2 separate regions of the Gossypium hirsutum genome follow, and region 2 is linked to region 1. Evidence: chromatin contacts called from public Hi-C data. All regions are on one chromosome and are shown on one strand. The core of a region is the stretch at or near the end of the contact, and the rest is flanking DNA. Distances in the headings are between cores, read along the strand shown.

Region 1 (3,348 bases), core at 658-3,157:
AAATAATCCAAAGGGGTGTAAAATCGTAAAACAATTATCGAAAAAATCGTACCTTTTTTGGATGGTAAAAAAAAAAACTGGATAATTTGACTGTGTCTGAACAAAATCCTCCATTTTTTGGTCTTAAATGGAAGCTTTGAATATCCTCTGTTTTAAAGGAAATTACACTTTTGTCCCCCACCTGATTAATAAATAATTAAATTATTATAATACAATTTAATCTTCTTTGCATCTCCATTCACGTTTCCACTTTCTAGAAATTTTACCTCTTCGTTAAAAAAACATAATTGAAATTTAGTTTTTTTCTTCGTTAAAGATAGAAAATAATTTTTTCCTTAAAATAAAGATAAAAAATAATTTTATATTTTTTATAGTATAGGTATTAACTTGCTTATTTTGTAATAGAAATCTAAGTCGAGCTAAATTATTTATAAAAAATTAACTTAAACTTATTTTACTTTCATCTATTTATTAAAAAATTATTTATATTATATTATTTTAATATTTAATAATTTTATATATTTTTATTTTATTAAATTTTTTATATGGTCAACTTTATTTTAATGTTTATAGTAGAGTAGTATTATACATTTAGCATAAATTTATTTTTTTAATGTGTTCTAAATTATATAATATAAAGTATTATAAATTTAAAAATGAATTGAGCTAAGTTTAGACTTTAATTGTTCAAATTCAAGTCTAGTTTTATATTTTAAATGTGTTTAATTTTTTTATCCAAACTTATTTTTCGGATATAATATTTTTATTCAAATCTTCTTAAATTTTGGGCGTACTTTCGAGCCTAAAAGATAGCCTGAACCTTATACAGGTCAACTTTAGATAATGTAGTTTATATTAAAATTAATATATAATAATGCATTTTTTACTTTTCTAAAATATAAAATAAAAATAAAATTATAAAATATATCATCTACACTCGAATATTTCATCATCTTCAATTCACCAAATTTAATGAACTAACAAAAAGAATCACGAAATTATTATACTAGTATTTAAATTTTAACGTGTCACCCTTTTATATAAAGGTGAATTTATTCATCTCTGCTTCCTAAAAATAAACCCTTCTTCTTCCTTGTTAAACAAGATTGGTTATATTTTTCAGCTCTTAAACAATTACTCAAAAATCCTTTAACCTCCATAGCCAATATGACCAGGGGGAGTTTTGTCAGGGTAATAAATTCGATAACTGGGTGGAAGAGTGACGCCCAAAGTAGCACAATACCCTTTAATTTGATCACCAAACTCAGGGCTGAACCTTCCATGATTAAACATCCAATTCTTGCACTTGCTCGACATACCCTGAACCGCTTCACAGCATCCATAGCTGAGCTTTATCTTCTTTTTAACCAAGGACGCATAGATTTCATGCTCGCATCCATTTGCTTTGTTGATTTGTGCCCAACACACCCTTGGGTCTGGCATGTGTCTTTCATCCCATCCGACAACCGACAAAGCTGGTGTGATAGCTATGGCAAATGCCAATGCTAGGATAAGCAAAAGGGTCTGCTGCTGCTGCTGCTGCTGCTGTTTAAAATAACCCATTCAGGTTTATTGGAACAAAGGATAGATTTGTTTTGTTGCATGGGTTTTATGCTGGAAATTTATACTAGTTGTTAAAATTGTTGAAGGAGCTTTCAGTAATGGTGGTATATGTTACAAAATTAGACAAGTTAAAGGGATTGTGTATTTATTGCAGGTTAACGTAAGAGAGAATGTTGGTCATTTAAATGCCATTAATAAAGTAACCTGTAAGAAAAGAAAAAAAAGATAGAATTTTCACCACGAAGAAACTGTTTTCAGGGTATGAATCTTATATAATCAAAGCAAAGACGAAGATAACATTTGTAACGTAAATAATCTCCTTGTTCCTGGGCTGAAAATGGGTATTTGCTTCTTCAAAAATGGAAAAGCTCCAAGGCTAGAGTGGGCTCAGAGACTCGTATTGGGCTTTATCTCCTAACAACAGAAGTAATTGGAGTACATATTTTTTTTGTTTTCTTTAGGCTTTGTTGTGAGGTTTCTGGTTTGTTGAAGAAAATGGCAACAGCTGGAAGGGGAGGTCGAACCGTGACGGGGACGAATAGCAGAGAAGGAACAGCAAAATCAACAGTGAATGAACAGATTTCCCAGGCCGTACTGTCCACCTCTAATCTCCTTCATCTCATGCAACAGTCTTCTCCTTCTCGGGTATTTTCTTTTTCTTATTTAATACTGGCATAAGCTATCTAACAAACCATTTAATTTCCTGTTTCTGATTGTGAATTTTAATATCTTAATCAATTCTCTTTGCCCAAAGACAAAGAAAAATTACCTCTTTCTTTTCCCCCTTTGGATGTCATAGTTTGATCTTAAGTATGGGGTGCCTTAGATTCTTAGCTGGAGATGAAAGTACTGAATTTTTGGGTTGGGTTTTGTTAGATTGATACTGAGAGAATGATAACTTTTATGGGTTAATGTTAGCAGACAAAAGCTGATCATCATTTGATTTTTTTTTTTTTAAATTTTGGCCTTAGTTTTGCTCAAAAGAAAAACAGCTTCTTTTGTATCATTAGCATATATATATATAGGTTCATTGATGTGGACAATAGGCATAATCTACAAATGTTGTTATGTTTGATTCATACTATTTCTTTTTCTTAAAATTTGACCAGTTTTCAGGTCTAGCTCTCGTTTGAGGTATAATTTAGAATAGTATTTTTAGTTTAACCACAGGCAGGGAGCAAAATCGTAAATTACAGTAATCTGACAGACTCCTTGAAGAATCTGCCTTCATACAATCCTATCCATATTTTATCATATAGGTCTTCCAACGTTGCAAACTCAGTTAAGAGCTCCTGAAACTCTTGCCTAGAGAAAGATAACTTTCTTTTACGTGGTTTTTGATGTGCCTGTGCCACTTGAATCCATCTTTCAATTTTTTTTTCACCGTGATATCTTTGATTACTTTGTATCTACAGACCCAATTGATGAAACTTCCTAAAAATCTGTTGGCCAAAACTCCTACAATAAAAAATACAGGGCAGGTATATGACACTTCCAAGCTATAATAAATATACCTACACACAGTATCAATTGCAAACTTTTGTAATTTGATCTGTCTTCTCTGTTTCATTGAATGCAGATGTTAGAGCTGATGCCTAGGGCTATTTCATCACTTGATGCTCATATTGATAATGGATTACAAAGGTTGAAATCTTGTGCATCAAGGGTGTACCGTCAGTTATAGTCTGTTTGAGCATGGCATGTAGTTTTCGGCATCATTCAGTGAGCCAGTATTACTTGCAAGAAAGTTGTTAAGTTGTTGTGTTATCGTAGATTACATGTCAG
Region 2 (3,652 bases), core at 393-2,892, 330 kb before region 1:
TGTAGAGATCACCTTGAAATCTACACAAGTGACTACACCCTACAAGTCTTGGTGGGGTATTGTGCAGTCTACATTTTCATGCAAACTTTCATGATTCCGGGAACTGTTTTCATGTCATTGCTCGCTGGAGCATTGTTTGGAGTCTTGAAAGGTGTAGCTCTTGTTGTGATCACCGCCACTGCCGGAGCTTCTTCATGCTATTTCCTGTCGAAATTAGTTGGACGCCCCCTTGTCATTTCCCTTTGGCCTGACAAGCTGAGCTTCTTCCAAGCTCAGGTGATTTCAACTCCTTGTTCAGTAAGTTGTCTTTTTCTTACATCGAGCTAAAAAGTATAATAAGCTTTATCGGCTTTTCGTGCTTGCAGGTGGCTCAAAGAAGAGAAAGCCTGTTGAACTATATGCTTTTTTTGAGGCTTACTCCAACTTTGCCGAACACATTCATTAATGTTGCTTCGCCTATTGTCGATGTGCCTTACCATATTTTCTTCATGGCAACTTTCATTGGACTTATTCCTGCTGCTTTCTTAACTGTCAGGGTATTTTACTTTGGACTTCCATGTGAAATTTGCATGTTAAGCTGTTAGACTGACATGGCAGAGCACATCCCTTGAATACAATCTTGATACTTAAATAACTTGTGGTTGCATGTTTCTTCTGCATGCAGGCAGGAATAGCTCTCGGAGAATTGCAATCGGTGGGGGATCTTTACAACTTCAACTCAATTGCCACTCTTTTCCTTATAGGGGTTGTCTCTGTCACGCCTACGCTAATGAGCAAGCCCAAATTATAGCATCCTAGCACCTGAGCTTGTGTATAGGCTAGCATCAAATAAATGCAATGTGCTGCTGCTGCTTCTCGGGTTAAACGGAATCCGCATCCAATACCAAACATGCTGATCGGATAAGGTGTTACTGTGCCAATCATCAAATTCTTTGCCATGCATTGTATTATTTGCTTTAACCATTCCCAGGTTAAGTCTGTATAGGAAGACGGATATAAGAAAAGTTGGGGAGAAGTTGTTATCTGTTTCAATTTCTAAAATTCATTGTCAGTAATAATACTACTCTTCAGTGTCTGTACAGATTGTATATCCATTTTTAGAAGCTTATCATTATCAATGGACATCTTGTCAAATGTTTGTACAAATTTACCACGGAGAACAAGGTTCACAATGCTAAAATTTACTCAATATGTTAATTGAGGTAATTCACCTTAAGAAACAAGAATTTATTAGGACACAAGGGTTGTTACTAAATAATTGTCGAAGGCAAGATATGGCTTTCAAAAGAAATGGCTAGAATTAAGCATGTGTCACAAATTTTAAGCTTTTAGATGGTCTATATCCAAGACTCACCATATTTATAGTTCCAACATATCGTAGTCATCAGAGGAAATTAAGGGCAAATATAACAGGATTCAGCCATAAGATCCAAATCCTTCTCGTAAGGACTCGTTCAATAACCCCGCATTTTTACCATTTGCCAAGCATCACCTTTCCAAATTAAGGTTACCAATCGCTTGTTCATACTCCTATAACAAAGAAAAATTGAAAAAAAAAAAAAAAAGGATTACTGATCTCATCTCCTAGAAAAGAAAAGTTAACACAGTCTAGCCAATGGTATATGCTACCATTTTTATTCAATGTCAACATATTCTTCTAATGTTGCTCATCCACCCTCAACATCATCAGCCTACAATCCCCCGGTGCCTGTAATCATAACAGTAATTTTCCTCCTTTCATTCTTATTTGGTTTCTTCACAGTACACTTTTTAAAGTGTCTCCTTGAATATATTGCAAGTAATAGGAACATTGAGGCTAACACTGCTGCAGATGTTGTGGTTGCTGCTGCCCCAGAAGATACAGCAAATAAAAGCAATGGTCTTGATCCTGAACTAGTACAAGCTTTCCCGACGTTCTATTATTCGACCGTCAAAGAGTTTCGTCGCGAAAAGTACGGCCTAGAATGTGCTATTTGTTTGGGGGAGTTCGTAGATGACGATATGCTTCGACTTTTGACGATTTGTTTCCATGTTTTCCATAAAGAATGTGTTGATCTTTGGCTTGAATCGAATAAAACATGCCCGGTTTGTCGTGGCGAGCTAGACGTGCCTAGGAAATCGTTAGAGAAATCTCCTGTACTGCTTCAGAGTAATTCCATGCATGAAATTGGGGCAAATCAAAGTCCTCTACAAAATGCTGTTTGCATTGAGATTAAAGAAGATAACAAGGAGAAAGCTGATGAAGCTCAAAGCTCTTCAACCACAAAAGAACATCACAAGAAACGTGAAGGAGTGGAAAGATTTTTTAGGTCAAATTCCACAGGCCACTCCATATTTAGAACTAGAGAAGAAGATGATAAATATACTCTAAGATTGCTTGACCATGTCAAAATAAAAATTTTAAGGGGACATAAAGCTGCAATAAGTTGTATATCATTTAGAGATTTTACAAGCCCCTTGAATTCCAAAAATGCAGCTTCAGGTGAAACATCAGAGTCACTTCAAGGTGACTTAGATAAAGTATAAGTTGATGTAGGCTCCTTTCTTCAATTATCTTAGGATATTCTAAATAGAATTTGAACTCATGCCTTCCTATTTCAATAAACTCAGGGGAAAAAAAAATAAACGAATTCATTGTGAACTTTCATCTATCTAATTTTTTTATCACTAGATTATATGTGGATGGGTATGGTATATGTAGTTTTGTAGTTTCAGAGGTGTGTAAATATTTGAACTTAAGAACAATAGTTGAGAGGAAAGCCAATTATATCGTGAAAGGATTTTATTACATTCCAGTTAAACGTTTCACTAAGCATTGCAGACATCATTGTAACTATACATACCATCACCAAAGAGTCACATGGATTAGCCTGCAATATGGCTGACAAATCGGACCATCAGTCTTCTTCACCAGATAAGGCGACAGCTCCCTTCCCTGTGTTTCTTTGTCTCTTGTGTTTCTCTCTTTTATGGCCATTTCATCTAATTACAGTGATCATGAAAGTGCTCAAAAGAACTCTAATGGCTCTTGGTTTTTTTGAACCTAAGCCTAAGCTGTTAATTAAAAGTCTACTCCACTGATTCTCACATATGTTCCTTTATTTGTATGATCATTGGCAAGTCAAATGATGATCTTCCAATTGTATATGCTGCAGAGAATGGGTTGTCAAGCACATGTTAAGCTTTCCTTGTAAAACAGTAGTGTACGAGAATCTAGGGCCCGTGAGCCAGTCTTTTTTTTTTCCCTGCCAAATACAACATAGATTTGAATGTGCACAGTAGCTTTAACCCACAGCTTGTTGTATTGTTTGTATGCATATCCCTATATAGATTTGGGTCCCCCCCCTCTCCCCCACCTCCACTCTCTCCATTGCAGTCACTGTGCCTGCAATGTTGACAAACCCCAAAACAAGGCTGAGTGAAGAGCTTCTTTCATTTTCCTTCACTTTCTTGCTGGCACACAAAAGAGAACTTATCCTTTCTTTCTCCTATACTGCCCCTCTCACGTGCATGCACCATATATTTTTCTCTCTAATACATTATTACCCCAGACCTTAGCTGCTAACTTCATTTTAACCTCTCTCTCTCTCTCTCTCTCTCTCTCTCTCTCTCTCTCTCTCTCTCTCTCAACAACAAGATTTGAAGCTGTGGG

The links. Hi-C and Micro-C count contacts between places; a contact is called where the count stands out from the background.
Region 2: a Hi-C map of leaf shows a contact between it and region 1, with 2.7 times the contacts expected there. The contact joins the promoter of LOC107935189 here to the promoter of LOC107896544 in region 1. A contact is called at or near these places in 3 of 34 Hi-C or Micro-C datasets (all in leaf).

The regions. Positions count from the first base shown.
Region 1 is chrA09:80,156,299-80,159,646 of Gossypium_hirsutum_v2.1, reverse strand. LOC107896544 (tobamovirus multiplication protein 2B) reads left to right here and starts at 1,907. Exons shown (of 4, transcript XM_041077072.1): 1 at 1,907-2,208; 2 at 3,143-3,207. The coding sequence starts at 2,059. It overlaps LOC107896545 (a long non-coding RNA gene), which reads right to left and starts at 142. Exons shown (of 2, transcript XR_001683770.2): 1 at 53-142.
Region 2 is chrA09:80,482,676-80,486,327 of Gossypium_hirsutum_v2.1, reverse strand. LOC107935189 (RING-H2 finger protein ATL29) reads left to right here and starts at 1,642. Exons shown (of 1, transcript XM_016867756.2): 1 at 1,642-2,526. The coding sequence starts at 1,642. The coding sequence ends at 2,526. LOC107935177 (transcription factor bHLH71) reads left to right here and starts at 3,320. Exons shown (of 3, transcript XM_016867741.2): 1 at 3,320-3,652. It also overlaps the pseudogene LOC107935209.